2 separate regions of the Macaca mulatta genome follow, and region 2 is linked to region 1. A link is a contact called in public Hi-C data. All regions are on one chromosome and are shown on one strand. The core of a region is the stretch at or near the end of the contact, and the rest is flanking DNA. Distances in the headings are between cores, read along the strand shown. Region 1 holds the start of FAM241B (family with sequence similarity 241 member B). Region 2 overlaps HKDC1 (hexokinase domain containing 1).

Region 1 (7,954 bases), core at 3,843-6,342:
AAAAAAAAAAAAAAAAAAAAAAAAGAACTTAGAAGAGCAAAATAAGCCCAAAGCAAGCAGAAGGAAAGAAATAATAAAGGTAAGAGCAGCAATCAATGAAATTGAAAACAGGAAAATAAAAACAGAAGAATCAGTGAAGCAGCGCTGGTTCTTTGAAAATATCAGTCAATAAGATTGACAAACCTCTAGCAAAAGTGAAAGACAAAAGATAGAAGACACAAGTACCAATATCTGGAATGACATAGGGCTATCACTGCAGACTCTGCAGCCTTCCTGCCCTGTAGCCATGTGACTCGTTCTTCACAATGGAATGTGAGGGAAGTAATATGTGCTACATCTATCATACTTTCTTTAAAAGAAATCACTAGCCCTCCATTTCTTCTTTCTCACCTTTCCATGAGCTGCATATGGCGAAGAAGTTGGTGAGGCAGTTTTGACCATGCAAATAAGGATGGCATCCCAGGGTGTAGGGGAGCAATAAGCTATAAAGAGTGGGTGTCCTTGGATAGCCTTGTGAAGCAGAGCTGCCCATCTACTTGACTGAGTCACTGTATATTTAATTCTTTTTGTTCTAGCAGCATAGTCTGTACTCAAGCTAATATATTATACCTAAGTGGGTTTATGTATTAGGGGACTTACATACTTACATATAACCAAGATATTGTGGGGCCACTCCAGTCTTCTGACCATGCAAGGTGTTTTCTGAGGCCTCTATCAATCCTCTGGTCCCCCATCATCTGTCCATGGATGAAGGCCATCACTGCACCACCCTTCATACCTGTCTACCTGACCCTTTCAAGTCTGGCAATTTTCCCACTATTCCCTTGTCACTGCTGGAGCACAAGAATCCTTTCACCACACCTCAGCCACAATGGACCCAAGGATTTCCACAAGGCCATATAAGGCCCTACCTGTCATACTCACTATCTGGCAGCCTCATGCCCACCTTTGAGATCTAGCACACAACACCTATGCTCCTATTATTTCCTCATCTCCCAGTGTTTCTCTGAAGAGGCCCCTGACATACTGTCTTCACAGGCCTATGGAGGCACCAACAGTGGGCACTGGCAGGCTAGTGCTGCTTTTCTCCCACACCATTATCTGAGTAATAAACACAGGCATAGTGTCTGCCAGAGTCGGGGAAAGAGACAAGGGGAAATAGCAGGAGAAAGAGATAGATAAATATATTTAATATGACATCACCATTATCAACATGCCGTTCTTTTTTCAAGGCAGAAAGAGTTGTTTTCACCTGCAGAGTCAGACAAGGGGCCAGAGCACCTGACTTAAAAATTATGAATTCTGCTATGACCACATGTTGGGGTTAAGGCATGACCCAAAGCCCAATCTTGTGCTGATGGCATGGGGGAGGCGGGGGCACAATTGTAAAGAGGCTGCAGAGCTGAGATGAACTCAGGGCAGTCTGTTTGGTGGATGCACAAGCCTGGAATGCAGAGCCCAGGGACCTGCTTTCATTTGAACCCTGGCTCTGTTAGTGACCTTGGGATGGTCATCTACATTGTCTCTGAGCCTCAATTTTGCCTCGGTAAAAGGGGAACAATAATACCTACTCTTTCTATTTCATAATCCAAAAAAGAATGAAGTGGTCTCTGGGAAAACACTTCAGAAGTAAGGACTCTGCACACATTGGGTTTATTATTATTATTATTACATGAAACTATCACATTTGTGGATGAAGGGATTTAGATGTGGTGGAGCTGGCCTTCCAGCAGATATTCAGGCCCAAGCAAAGCAGGCCTTTGGGTGATCTACTCTGGGGAAAGCAAAGAGACCAGGTGGGCAGAGCTGAGGGAGGGAGGTGCTGAGAGTGTGCTGGGGCTAGAGATGGAGGGTTGTCAAAGCCTTGCCAATGAGTTGGGGGCTTGTTGGAGCAGACAGTAGGGACCATTGCAGGTTCTTGAGCAGTGGAGACATCTGAAGAAGGTGGAGAGATAGCAAAAGTGGCAGGTTACCTCCTTAGGCTGTTTTAGTTGGTAATAATAGGCTGTTTCTAAGTTCAGTCAAACACTATCACTCCCCATCCCAAAGCTGTTCTTGACTTCTCTGGAGGCACTTGCTTCTTCCTCTGGACTCTTATGGTTCTTTCCAGCTGGAGTGTATCTCTTTGGCAGCAGTTATACCAGCTCAAATCTTCCTGAAAACATCCATGATTTTCTGCCTGTATTCCCTGGTTGCTCAGCCCACAGAGGTTACCTCCTTCTTGGGGCTCCTGAGTTCTGTGACCTACTTATGGGGCTCTGTTCATGGAAGGCAGTGTCTCTTGGCCCTAGCTGCTCATTAGAAGACTGGGTTTTTAAAATGTCTCCATGCCCAGATTGTAACCCAGATCAACGACATTGTGATCTCTGGGGTGGGACCTAGGTATTGGGATGGTTTCTAAACATCTCAGGTAATTCCAATGTGCACATTGTGACTTGGGATCACAAGCCACCTGTGATAATCGGGCATCCTGCTTTATGATTACGGCTTTCATTCATGCACTTGGCATACCTGGAACACATTGGGATGCAGGGAGAAAGCACTAGGATTATAAATATAAGCCAAAATCCTATGCTTTTAAAATGTGCATGCTTTACAATTGACTTAATAGTAGAAGAGGTAATGATCATAACAGTCGGCAGCCCTTGAGCACTTACTGCGGCCAGGCTCTCATCCAAGCACTTGACACGAAAGTGCCAGAAAGCAGTCACACCAACATTTAAACACAGGATGACTCCAGCAGCCACCTTTTATCCATCATGCCAATCTGTTCTCAAAGTACGCATGTGTAATTTAGAAACAAACAAAAATCATAACATATAAAAAAGATACAGATACCAGGGTGACCCGTAAAACGTTTTTTTGCTGATAAGGTTTCATGATCAAATAATCAGACTACGGTGGCCGACTATGAGTCCTCCAGACCAGGTCTAAATCTCTCTCTTATTTTTGTTCCTTCTGCCCAGCAGCTAGCAGAATCGGGGTTCTAATAAATGCTCAATAAATATCTGCCCACTCCCAGAAACATTTATTAAATGATAATCACAGCTAACGTTTATCAACATTACCAGTGTGCCAGAGACATCATACTTAATCTTCACAGAGGTCCTGTAAGGCTATGATTACACCTGTTTTGCAACACTGAGCAGCTAAGTAACTTGCCAGAGTTCAGAACCTGAACCGAGACTGTGGGACTGCACAGTTCATTCTCCCTCACTGGTGAGCAGGTCCACAGGGAACAGCTTATGAAGGTGGTGGGGGAGGGGTGGATTTTAAAACATCAGGAAAGAGGCAGAGGTAGATCATTCACTCCCCGCAGGTGGCTCCTTCTGCCAAGAGTGACCTTACCTATCCTTACCTACCCTCCTGTCCCAGCTCAAACGCATCTTCTCCTGGAAGGCTATAGAGGGGTCTGCCCCGTTCCTGCCTCATCTTCCCCGCTGAACTTGGAACTCCTCGAGGGCAGGGTTGGATCCTACTCAAGGGGCATCCACAGAGCTGGCTCAGCAAGCGTACACTGGTCATCTGAGACTGCGCCCGCCCTTCCTCCCAGGCCACTGCGCCTCCACCCCTTGGGTTTTTCCTCCGTGAACTCTGCTTCCTTTTCTTTCTTTTATCCCTCCTCCTTCTTCTCCTTCTTTTCCATGTGTCTTCTCCTCTCATCCTCTCTTCTCTCCATCCCCACCTCCCACTCCTTCCCACGCCCCACCTCCCCCAACCCCACCACCCCGCGCCGCCCCCAACCCTGGGCCGAGCAGGTGCAATTCCTCAGGCGGCCTACAGAGGGCGATGTGCGCCACCACTGGGCCGCGCCCCTCTGGCGCGCGCTTCCTGTGAGGTCAGGTGGGAGGAAACCGCCTGGAGCAGCTGGGAGTGGACGCCGCCGAGGCCGGGAGTCGCGCCTGCAGGTGAGTCGCCGCGCCGGGGAGGGAGCGCATCCCTCGCCGCAGCCTGGACCGGGACTTGGAGCCGGTGTCGGACTCCAGAGGCTGGGGTGGCGGCCTGGGCAGCGTCCCTCCCGCCCCCGGCCTGGAATGTCAGGTGCGCCGCGGGCCGGGCCCGCGGTTGGCCCACCCTGCGGGCCGCGCGATGACAAAGCACAAAGGGACTGCGTGCGACCACCATCTGCTCGGCTTGCGCCAGGGTCAGCGGGCTTTAGGAGGGGGACGCGCCTGGCCCGGGCTCCGGACTACGGGCGAGACAACAGGGGCTCCTGACCTTTTTTGGCATATATGTCACCAGTGCTATCTAGAACGTAGATGGACACTGAGGCTTATCTCCTGAGAACGAATGGCGTTTACCCAGACTCAAGGGGAGGAGTGGAGGGGCCCGCAGTCCAGGCGTCCGCGGAGTGGAGCCTTTCGAGAGTCACCGCAGCAACCCCCCTCCCATATTTTGGGAAGGCTGGGCGCTGGGCCCATTAGCCAAGGTTGGACTGGTGTTTCCTGCGAAGTGAGGGACAGGTGAGGGGCGTGCCCTCTGCAGCAAAGGTATGCTTTTCTGAGCCAGCCCAGAGGTGCATGGTGGCTAGTGTGGTCTGCCGCTACCAGGCAGTGGTTGTAAAGTAACCCCGAAGTGACCCCCATCTCCCTGGGTGTTCCTGGGGAAGGCCCAGGTGGTGACATTGACTCCCTGGGGGAGCAACACACTCGACCCATTTTTTAGTGGAAGGGAAGTGGAACCCCATTGGGGATCCTGGTGCCCTGGACTCCCAGTTTAGTACCCAGAGAGGGCCCTAGAACCAGAGCTTCTGGCCTCCTGTTCTTTCTCTGCTGCCCATAGGTGTGATCCCGGGCAGGCCACTTAAGTCTCCCTGTGCCTCTGCCTGTGACACAGTGGCCGCGCTAGTACCCTCCACGGGGGAGTGTTGTGAGGCTTGAGTGAGGTGAGCCTTGCAGGATGAACTTTCCACGGGGCGTGGGCCACAGCAGGGGCTCAGTCCCAGTTGTGCTGTTGGCAGTGTAGTGATTGGCAATAAAACTTCCTTTGCCAAGGATCCTTTTGATAGTTTTCCTGGTGGACTCCATGTCTGAAATCTTTTTGCCTGGCAAACACCTTGCCTTTATTTCTCCCCTTTTTGTGAATCAGACATAGCATCTGCTCAGCGTGGGTCACCGCTGTGAGCATCACTGACCGCAAGCCTCCCTCAATTTCTGGTAAATTTTTTCCTTCAGGCTTTTTGAGGTCAGGGGAAGAATCCTCCACGGATCTTCATGAGTCTGGTCCCAGATCACTAACAGTTAAAGGTTTTGTGGTGGGGAGAACTTCTGCGCCACTTGGCTTCCATTAGCCTACCCACCCTGACCACACAATGCAGGTGCAGCCCATCAGGGACCCAGAGCGCCTGGGAGGATGGTGCGGATCTTGGCCAATGGGGAAATCGTGCAGGATGACGACCCCCGAGTGAGGACCACTACCCAGCCACCAAGAGGTAGCACTCCTCGACAGGTAGGTACTCATTTCCTGTGGAGTGGGACAGATGACCTCCTGTGTACTGGCTTACTCCTAGCTTCCAGGAGTCTCTCTTGCTGGTCACTAACCTTTTCTAGCCTGAAACCCTTTTTGCAGAGCGCTGGGTAAGACTTCGGGAAGATGCAGTGGCTTATTGTCTACCTCCCCAGATCTCCTTTCTCCAGGCAGCCTCCCCAGACTTCACACCCAAGAGCTCTCTCTCCTTTAACTTGGTTAGCAAATCTCACTGGAGCTGGCGTCTTTCTTTTAAGAGTGAGTTACATGACAGAGAAGCTGGAGAGGAAGTAGAGGAGATGAGCCCTGGGCACAGAATAATTATTTTAAAGGAGTGGCTGGGCGCGGTGGCTCACACCTGTAATCCTAGCAGTTTGGGAGGCTGAGGTGGGCGGATCACGAGGTCAGGAGTTTGAGACCAGCCTGACCAACATGGTGAAACCCCGTCTCTACTAAAAAATACAAAATTAGCCAGGTGTGGTCATGCATGCCTGTAATCCCAGCTACTCAGGAGGCTGAGGCAGAAGAATTGCTTCAACCCGGGAGGCAGAGGTTGCAGTGAGTCGAGATCGTGCCATTGCGCTCCAGCCTGGGTGACAGAGTGAGACTCCATCTCAAAAAAAAGAAAGGAGTGATTATAAATATTAAAAATGCCGGCCCTAGAGCCATGCCCTGTAGTCCAACCTGCCTCAACCATTTCCTCTCTCCTTTGTCCTGGGCCTGATGTAAGGAATATAGACTGGCATGTTTTGTGCTCTGAAAGCTTGTGACTTGGTTGTTGGGATTCTTATGAGTGGCATGGGGGATTGCTGAGAAAGGAGGGTGTGACCCTGGGTGGCTGTAGGAAGGGCAGGACGCAGCCTAGAGAGGTTGCCTCTTGGCTGGTGCCTCAACCCAAGGATTCATTCATCTGTCTCTGTCTTCATGTTCTAGAGCTTCCTCAACAGGGGCCATGGTGCTCCCCCAGGAGGTCCTGGCCCCCGCCAGCAGCAGGCAGGTGCCAGGCTGGGTGCTGCTCAGTCCCCCTTCAATGACCTCAACCGGCAGCTGGTGAACATGGGCTTTCCGCAGTGGCATCTCGGCAACCATGCTGTGGAGCCGGTGACCTCCATCCTGCTCCTCTTCCTGCTCATGATGCTTGGTGTTCGTGGCCTCCTCCTGGTGGGCCTTGTCTACCTGGTGTCCCACCTGAGTCAGCGGTGACCTCTGGGGGCTGATGCGGGTGGGCCTGTTGAGAGGGACTTGCTGGGCCTTGGTGTGAGAGCAGGCATATTGGGAGGGGATCTGGTGGTGCCTCGAAAGTGTGATCAGAGAGGGGACCACAGGTGTGTGTTTCCCCTTGTGGTAAGCATGAGGCAGAGGGAGACGTTAGTCCAGCATTTCCAAAGTGTGGGTAGATCCCTTGGCTCCCCTGACATATTCTGAGGTGGAATGGGGCTTGCATTAAGTAGCACAAAATCAGAGCAAGAACGTGATGCCCTTCCCAGTTGTCTCAATCCCTTTATGCCGAGAAGATCTCAGCTGGATGCCAACATGTTCCGATGCCTGTGGAAGACTTGCCGACGTCTCCTCTGCCTAGGGAGCAGGACTTAGGCTTAGGGCAGGTGGGGAAAATTCCAGACTTTTATAGCACTGTTTTTGTTTTAATGGTATATTTTTATTGGCTACCTATTGTTTAGGACAGGTGGTACTGGCATTCTATTTATTGTGACATTTTCAATAAATAGATTTAAGTAAAAATGACTCCATATAAAGAAATGTATAAATAACTGTACACCTGCACGCAGATCTGGAAAACATGGTAAAGAGGGATTGGGTTTGGGGAACGGGCAGCAGCAAGCATTTGACCTCACAGGGTGGTTTCTAAGATTTTCTCAGTAGGATCGTAGAACTAGGAGAGAAAGTCTAGATGAGATCTGGCTTGGACCCCTTGCCTGATGTGTGGATAACTTCCAGCCTCACTCTGAGATGCCAGACATCATGGTCAGCTTTGTGGGGAGGGTTCCTGTGGCCAGAATGACTGGTGAGGCTGCAGGGTCGGGAGAGCCGGGGTGCAGGTCCGAGGTCTCCCTTGCTTAAGGAGACCTTCCTGACCAGAGGCTACTCAGCCTCTTTCACCCTCCAGAGGCTCCCATTACCCCTGGCTGCAGCGCATTCTCCTTAGAAAACAGTGCATATGGAACGAGGATGCCCTGCTTCTCTGGAGAGGAGGCCTTGAGTTTTGACATGTGAGCCCTGGGTCTGTGTGGAAGCCCTGCCTGGGGAGGCACTGGGTGGCTGAGGCTCCTGGCCACTGAGGGAGGAGGGTTATTTATAGGTTGGAGGGAGGCTGGTTGAGCCAAGGACTCCTGGCACCAGGTTTCTTACCCTTTCCTTGGGATCCGCTGGGTTTGGTTGTTTGCAGGGAGGAAGGCATGTTTTGGAGTTGCTGGGTCTGCGGGGGAGGATGGGAGCAAGAAGGAGCTTGAGGCCACCCCTCCATCTGAGA
Region 2 (7,954 bases), core at 2,666-5,165, 400 kb before region 1:
GTCCGGGGAGGCAGGGATGTTGTCATAGCCTATGAGGGCAGAAGTTAGGGAGAGCTACCACACGGCGGCGCTGTGGTGCAGGGAAAAAGCCTGAGGGCTGGTCCAGAGTCAGAGACCTGCGTTCTGCTAGGGCTCTGTCCTTCACTTGCGGTGAGATTCAGAGCAATTTCCTCCCTCTCTCAATCTCAGGGTTTTAAAATCCATAAATTGAGGGAAATGGAGGAGGTGTGGTCAGGAAGTTTGTGAGCTTGGGTCAGCTGCTCTTGACTGAGAAGACTTGGGCGATTCTCTTAACTTCCAAGTTCTCTTCCGGTCTGAAATGTTATATGATTATTTGCGATTTCAGACACGAAACTCAGGAAACACCATTTGTAAGCAATGATTGATAATGCAAATTGAGTACCATTTTTCTTTCGTTCTCCTTATTAAGAGATGAGGTCTCCTTATGTTGCCCAGGCAGGCCTGGAACCCCTGGCCTCAAGTGATCCACCTGCCTCAGGCTCCCAAGCAGGTGGGACTACAGGTGCGGGCCACTCTGCCTGGTTGGGAATCAGTTTTCTAAGTTGAAATTAAGTTCCTGAGACAGTCCTGCAAGGTTCCACCATGTTAGTTCTGTTCTGTGGACCTGGCAAACCATGCGTTCTGCATGTTTAATACACCGGGTATTTTCATTAGAGCATTCCTTTGAGAGAGGTAGGGAGGTACATTTCCATTTTGCAGAGGTGTAGACTGAGGCTCAGAGAGGTTAAACGGCTTGTCTAATGTCTCATGAATCCAAGAGCTCTAACTTTTCAATAATTACTCCTTCTGCTACCATATATTTCAAACCACTCAGATGAGAGTAATACAGTCATTTAAATTATTAGAAAAGGCTGCAGAAGTGATGTTTTAAAAAATTGGGGGGATTCAGTTTAGAGAAGAGAAGGCCATGGGGGATGCATGTAGGCATGAAGTTTCTGCAGCTCAGTTGCACATTGCGCATCTCAGCACCTCTTTCATTTAAACTGGACCTGAAATCTTCTCCCAGGGTGTCCTGCTTTCATGGACAAAGAAGTTTAAGGCACGAGGAGTTCAGGACACGGATGTGGTGAGCCGTCTGACCAAAGCCATGAGGAGACACAAGGTGAGGAATTCACCTCCGTGTGAGAGGCTCTCCCAGCCCTAGTTCCTTTCTCTTGGGTTGGAGGGGGTGGGGGTGGGGTGAAGGGTCACATATGGTGCCTGCCTGGAGGGAGAATCAGAGAAGGAATTGATCTTAGAAAAAGTCCTACTGTAGTACAGATGTGGCCAACTTGGATGAACCCACAGAGCCTTGGTAGGCGGGGCTTGCACAAATCCCTATTGAAAGGTGGCCAGCTCATCCCTGGGCCTCCCCAGCAGCCACAGCCCTCTTCCGGAGGTCTTGGTTAGATCTAATGCTGTGTGTAGGCCCTGCACGCCCTCCTCTCTGAGGCCAAAAAGATCATATTCTTTCCAGGCTGGTTCTGTATTTCACTGTCCACTCTTTGTCCATTAAATATCCCTATTTGTTGAATGTATTTTACAATAATTTAAACTACTGCAAAAGCAAGACCCACTCCTTGCTGAGCTGAAAAGTACACAAACCCAAATTGCTTGTTACCCTGACAGCAAGAGGCATGTTTTGCTGCATAGCCTTCCAGTCTTTTTTTCTTTAAAGCTGGGATCTTATTCTTTTATAGCCTGCATTTTCCCTTATGGGTTTCATTTTGCTTTTTTTTTTTTTTTTTTTTTTTTTTAGCGATGAGGTCCTGCTGTGTTGCCCAGGCTGGTAGTGCCTGGCACTCCATCCTCAAATTCCTAGGCTCCAGTGATCCTCCCACCTCAGCCTCCTGCATAGCTGGGACTATAGGCAAAAGCCACATGCCTGGCTCTCATTTTATTTTAAAATGTTCTTCCAAACTTTGGGGGATATTGGTGCAATAAGCCAAGCCGACTTGGCAGAACAGGAAATCCAGACAGGAAGTCACCAAGCCACACATAGGGAGGACATGGCCGAGTCTGTGCCTGCTGGCTGAGATGTCCCCGTGGGTGAGGACTTTGGTGTTTTCTCCTGGAAATGCCACTGCTCCCAGGATAAACATGCTTTCCTCGATGTCTTCTCAGGGTCCCACAAACAAAGGCTGAAACCTGGGTGTGATGTGTGCCTGTAGTCTCAGCTACTCGGGAGGCTGAGGCAGGAGGATCACTTGAGCCCAGGAGTTTGAGGCTGTGGTGTGCTGTGTTTGTACCTGTGAACAGCCATCACACTCTATCCTGGGCAACATAATGAGACCCTATCTGTAGATTAAAAACTAAAATTTTTTAAATTAAAAAAAAAAACAACAAAAAGCAAGGGCTGGAGTCTTAGTGGCCTGTCCCTCATATTTCCACTGCAGAGGCCTTCACTCGCAAAGCAGGAGGACGGGCTCCCGCTTCAGCTCCCGTCGGCTCTTTCTCTCTCCTAGACCCTGAACCTTGATGAGGTCTTCCTCCTTCAGACAGGCCTAGCAGGCAGGATCTAGGGATGTCTCAGCAGCCACCTTCCCTGCCCGCTGCCTCTGTGGGGAAGGAGGGAGGGAAACACCTCCTTCCCACCCGCTGATGCCCTCTGGCCTTGTGTTCGGCAGGACATGGACGTGGACATCCTGGCCGTGGTCAATGACACCGTGGGGACCATGATGACCTGTGCCTATGACGACCCCTACTGCGAAGTTGGTGTCATCATCGGTAACTCAGTTGGACTGGTGTTTTGAGGGTGGGGCAGAAGGGACTATTGGGGATGAGTGAATTCGGTGGGAAGGGCACTGACACTATTTAGGAGAAGCAACATAGGGACATGAAAAATTCATTCATTCACTCATCCATTCATCCATCATTCAGCAAGTGTTTACTGAGCACCCGCTGTGTGCCGGGCCCTGGGCTTGGCACTGGGTTCTGAGTGGGGAGTTCCTGTGCTCCGGGAACTTTCAGTGGGGAGGTGGGTGAGAGGCCCAGAGAGCCTAAACTATTAAGATAATTTCAAGTGGTGGTTAGCGTGATAAAAGAAAAAAAGACACCAAAGAGAGTGATGTGACTGTGAGTGAGATGAGGCGTCAGGGAAGCCTCTCTGAGGGATGGCATTTGAGCCGGGACCTCAGTGATGCAAACCAGGGGGCAAGGTAGAGGTCCGGGGATAAGGAGTCCCTGGCAAAGGAAAGAGGACACCCACAGGCTTGGAGACGGGAAGGGGTCCAGGGAGGGGGTCCTGGGGGAACCCAATAGCCAAGTGGTGTCTGGATGAGGTGAGTGAAGGCTGAGAGTCGGAGGCCATTCAAGTGAGAGGGAGTGCACAGACTGGGCAGATTGCACAGGATGTGGACACAGTCACTGTAAGGTCACCGGCTTATCCCCTGAGGGAGACTGGAAGGCACTGGGGAACTCTGCGGGGGGGGGATGGATAAATGGATGCCCATTTTATTTTTTTATTTGAGACGGAGTCTTGCTCTGTCGCCCAGGCTGGAGTGCAGTGGCGCAATCTTGGCTCACTGCAACCTCTGCCTCCCGGGCTCAAGCAATTCTCCTGCCTCAGCCTCTCGAGTAGCTGGGATTACAGGTGCCCACCACCACGTCTGGTTAATTTTTTGTATTTTTAGTAGAGATGGGGTTTCACTGTGTTGGCCAGAATGGTCTCAATCTCCTGACCTCAAGTGATTTCACCCACCTTGGTCTCCCAAAGTGCTGGGATTACAGCCATGAGCCACCACGCCAAGCCGGATGTGCATTTTTTAAAAGCCCATTTTGGCTGCTGTGTGGATAATCAATTACTGGGGACAAGAGTGGAAGCAGGGCGACCATCCAAGAGGCCACTGGACTGTCAGGCAAGGTGCACTGCAGCTCTGGACCGGGAGGTCGTGGTGCAGTGGGGGTGTCCAGTGGGTGGTCTCCACACCAGAGCCAGGGGATCTGCCGGAGGAATGTGTGGGAAGGCATTTGGGGTACAGTAAAGCTGAATGGCTCTGACTTATAGGTTGTTCTTGAATATCCCCCTCTCCTTTTCCCATTCCTTTACCCCTCCTGGGGAAAGTTCTTCTGAATTGCTTTTTCTTAATGTCCCTCAAGACCCTCCTCAGCCTGGCTTTCCCGAAGGGCAGGTCTTTAAAGCTGAGGGACATCTGCCCTTCTGTTTCCAGGAGCCTCGGGATGGATCAGGCCTTTGCCAGTCATGGCACCCGTCTGTCACTGTGGCTGCATCTGGTAACCACAGATTGGGGGGCCACGCCTAAACAGTGTCTGTGCATTTCTGAGAAAAGCTTTTTCCAAACATTACATTCTGTTTTTCTACATTTCTCATTTTCCATGTTGGCATTTAAAATACTCACACCAGAGTATCAGCCAAGGAAAGATACTAAAAAAAAGAAAAAAACCCCGAAAATTCAAATAGCTTTATTGAGGCATAAAAGTCCTCCAATTTTAGGTGTACGATTCAATGATTTGTAGTAAACATACAGTTTTGTAACCATCACCACAATCTGATTTTAGAACATTTTTATCCTCCCAAAAGAGTCCAAAAAGATGGTGCCCACTTGCAGTCATTCCCCAGCGCTCAAGTGTTTGAGGCATTTCCTTGGAGCGATTTTGTGTTTTGCATAACGGAGTGTTGCTTTCTTAGGTGGTAGCTAATCACTGTCTAAGATAAGCATGCAGCTTCTGCTAGAAACAATTTGTGGCACGCCATAAGTAAAGAATATTTTTAGTACCAAATAGAGAGGAAGCTAAGTAGCATAGGGAAAGAATTTTCAAAATTACCCTGGGTTGGTGATTTTCTGAAAAAAATATTTACAAGATTAGCTTCATATATCATCCTCTTGTAAGAGCGCTTCGTCAGCTTTCATCCATATTCATCAGGGGACTTCTTCACAATTGACTCCATTCAGAACCGCAAAGCCTGAGCACCCTGAGAAGTGCAGACTTGACATGTCAGCTGTTTTCCCCATGTGCTTGGGGCTTGCCCAAGCTGCTTCCCCCAGCGAGAGCCGGCCCCCAGGGCATGAAAAGCACTTTGTGGTACATTGAGGAGGACTCCCCAGCCGTCAAGAGTTCTCTGTCTGTGCCCAGCTGGGAGCCTTCTCTCTGCATATTCTCTCTGATCCCTGGTTCAGGAACAGGCACAAATGCGTGTTACATGGAGGACATGAGCAACATTGACCTGGTGGAGGGCGACGAGGGCAGGATGTGCATCAACACAGAGTGGGGGGCCTTCGGGGACGATGGGGCCCTGGAGGACATTCGCACCGAGTTCGACAGGGAGCTGGACCTCGGCTCTCTCAACCCGGGAAAGCAAATGTGAGTTCCATTCTGCTGTTATCTGGGCATCGGCATCAGGCAGGGCCCAATCACTCAGGTCCCCTGGCTGCCTGGGAGGCTCTCCAGCTGTGACTAGCTATCCATCACAACTTTCTTTCTTTTTTTTTTTTTTTTTGAGACGGGGTCTCACTCTCTAGCCCAGGCTAGAGTGCGGTGGCCCGATCTTGGCTCACTGCAACCTCCACCTTCCAGGCTCAAGCAATCCTCCCACCTCAGCGTCCAGAGGAGTTGGGACTACAGGCATGCGCCACCATGCCTGGCTGATTTTTGTATTTTTTGTGGAGTTGGGGTTTTGCCATGTTGGCTAGGCTGGTTTTGCACTCTTGAGCTCAGGCAATCCTCCTGCCTCAGACTCCCAAAGTGCTGGGATTACAGGCGTGAGCCACCATGCCCGGCCCCGTTACAACAAATTTCTAAGGCATTGCTTGTATTTCAGTTTCATTTGACAAATGAGGAAATAGGAGCCAAGGACATTGAAAGATTTCCCTAAGTCATAACCCTAATAACCCTAATTCTAATTCAGTCAGTATTTCTGGGTTACGTATGTGCATAAAAGGCACTGAAGATAAGAGCACTCGGACGTGTGGCCGCAGAACACACCTGGGCAGCGAGGAGAAGGCAGGCGCAGCCGAACTCCTTGTGTTCACATGTCTGCCGGCCGCCTTGCTTTCTCGGAGGCCTCATCACTCAGCAGGTGGGGGCTCTGGCAGGACCTTCCCTCCATGTTTGCTGTCCATTTTTATTTTGATGCTCAAATTGTTTCAGATTTGGGCAAAGGAAGCCCCTGAAGCTGGCTCCTGTGTCCTTTTGACATGTTCCATCACTCTTTAAATAATTCCTTATTTCCTGGCACTGTAAGATGTTCCCGGCTCATGTCACACTTTCCTAGCCCCAGCCCTGGAATCAGTCATTTTGTCAAGACATACGGGTGAATTTCAAGCACCTTCTAGGAGTGATTCAAACGCTAGAACTGCCCACCCAGGAAGCACATTCCTCTTTGGTGGCACCTACTTCAGGCACATGCCCATGCTCTAGTGACCCAGAGCAGTCATGTGCCAAGGATGTGGTGTCCATTTTTTGAATTTTATCATCTTCACCCATTTCCATTTTACTTAAATTCTATTCTTTCCAGGCCTGGTGGCTCATGCCTGTAATCCCAGCACTTTGGGAGGCTGAGGTGGGAGGACTGCTTTAGTCCTGGAGTTTGAGACCAGTTTGGGCAACATAGTGAGACCAGTCTCTACAAAAATAAAAATTAAAAAAAAAATTAGGCCGGGTGCAGTGGCTCAAGCCTGTAATCCCAGCACTTTGGGAGGCCGAGACGGGTGGATCACGAGGTCAGGAGATCGAGACCATCCTGGCTAACACGGTGAAACCCCGTCTCTACTAAAAAACACAAAAAACTAGCCGGGCGAGGTGGCAGCGCCTGTAGTCCCAGCTACTCGGGAGGCTGAGGCAGGAGAATGGCGTGAACCCGGGAGGCGGAGCTTGCAGTGAGCTGAGATCCGGCCACTGCACTCCAGCCTGGGCGACAGAGCGAGACTCCGTCTCAAAAAAAAAAAAAAAAAAAAAAAAAAAAAATCAGGTGTGATGACAGATGCCTGTAGTTCCAACCGCTCAGGAGACTGAGGTGGAAGGATCACTTGAGCCTGGGAAGGTCCAGGGTGCAGTGAGCCGTGATTATACCATTGCACTCCAGCCTGGGCAACAGAGCAAGACCCTGTCTCAAAAAATATGTATATATATTATATTCCTTAACATCCACCCTAAATTTCTTTTGATTGTCTTCTGTTTTTTTAATGTTCAAATACTTTTTTTTTTTTTTTTTGAGATGGAGTCTCACTCTGTCACCCAGGCTAGAGTGCTGTCGTGCAATCTTGGCTCACTGCTACCTCTGCCTTCCGGGTTCAAGCAATTCTCCTGCCTCAACCTCCTGAGTAGCTGGGATTACAGGCATGCGCCACCATGCCTGGCTAATTTTTTTGTATTTTTAGTAGAGACGGGGTTTCACCATATTGGCCAGGCTCGTCTTGAACTCTTGACCTTGTGATCCACCCACCTCAGCCTCCCAAAGGGCTGGAATTACAGGCGTGAGCCACTGCACCTGGCCTGTTCTAAGACTTTTTATAATGAACTATATAAGGTAGATTATGACATAGATTGTTCTTGATTTTGGGTCTTATTGTGTTTGGAAAATAAGCATTATATTTAGGCCTGGTCCGGTGGCTCTCATCTGTAATTCCAGGGATTCGGGAGGCCACAGCAGGAGAAACACTTGAGGCCAAGAGTTTAAGATGAGCCTGGGCAACATAATGAGACCCTGCCTCTACAAAAATAAAAAAATTAGCCAGGTGTGGTGGTGCACACCTGTGGGAGGCTGAGGCAGGAGGATCACTTGAGGCCAGGAGTTGGAGGCTGTTGTGAGCTATGATTGCACCCCTGCACTTTAGCCTGGGTGACAGAACGAGACCCTGTCTCTGATGATGATGATGATAATAATAACAATAATAATATTTAATAGTCTGCCTGGGAAACAATTAGGAATTGTTGGTGTGCAGACTTGGAGTAAAGCTGTAGGTAGCCATGGGGATCTTAAATCCACATTGTTGTA

What was found. A called contact is a pair of places that touch in the nucleus more often than the background predicts.
Region 2: a contact with region 1 is called in a Hi-C map of fetal cortical plate, with 3 times the contacts expected there. The contact joins the enhancer-like site here to the promoter of FAM241B in region 1. A contact is called at or near these places in 2 of 14 Hi-C or Micro-C datasets (fetal cortex germinal zone and fetal cortical plate).

What each region holds. Positions count from the first base shown.
Region 1 is chr9:79,997,078-80,005,031 of T2T-MMU8v2.0, reverse strand. FAM241B (family with sequence similarity 241 member B) reads left to right here and starts at 5,092. Exons shown (of 3, transcript NM_001194460.1): 1 at 5,092-5,156; 2 at 5,318-5,448; 3 at 6,400-6,856. The coding sequence starts at 5,353. The coding sequence ends at 6,669.
Region 2 is chr9:80,395,897-80,403,850 of T2T-MMU8v2.0, reverse strand. It overlaps HKDC1 (hexokinase domain containing 1), which reads left to right. Exons shown (of 17, transcript XM_028826569.2): 5 at 1,028-1,123; 6 at 2,628-2,727; 7 at 5,139-5,322. Among named protein-coding and RNA genes, the nearest start is that of HKDC1, 21 kb to the left of the region's middle. Within about 2 kb of position 3,915, at least 11 of the 40 cell types and tissues checked have an H3K27ac peak or open chromatin away from gene starts, as enhancers often do. A contact at or near this core is called in fetal cortex germinal zone and fetal cortical plate, where this site is marked.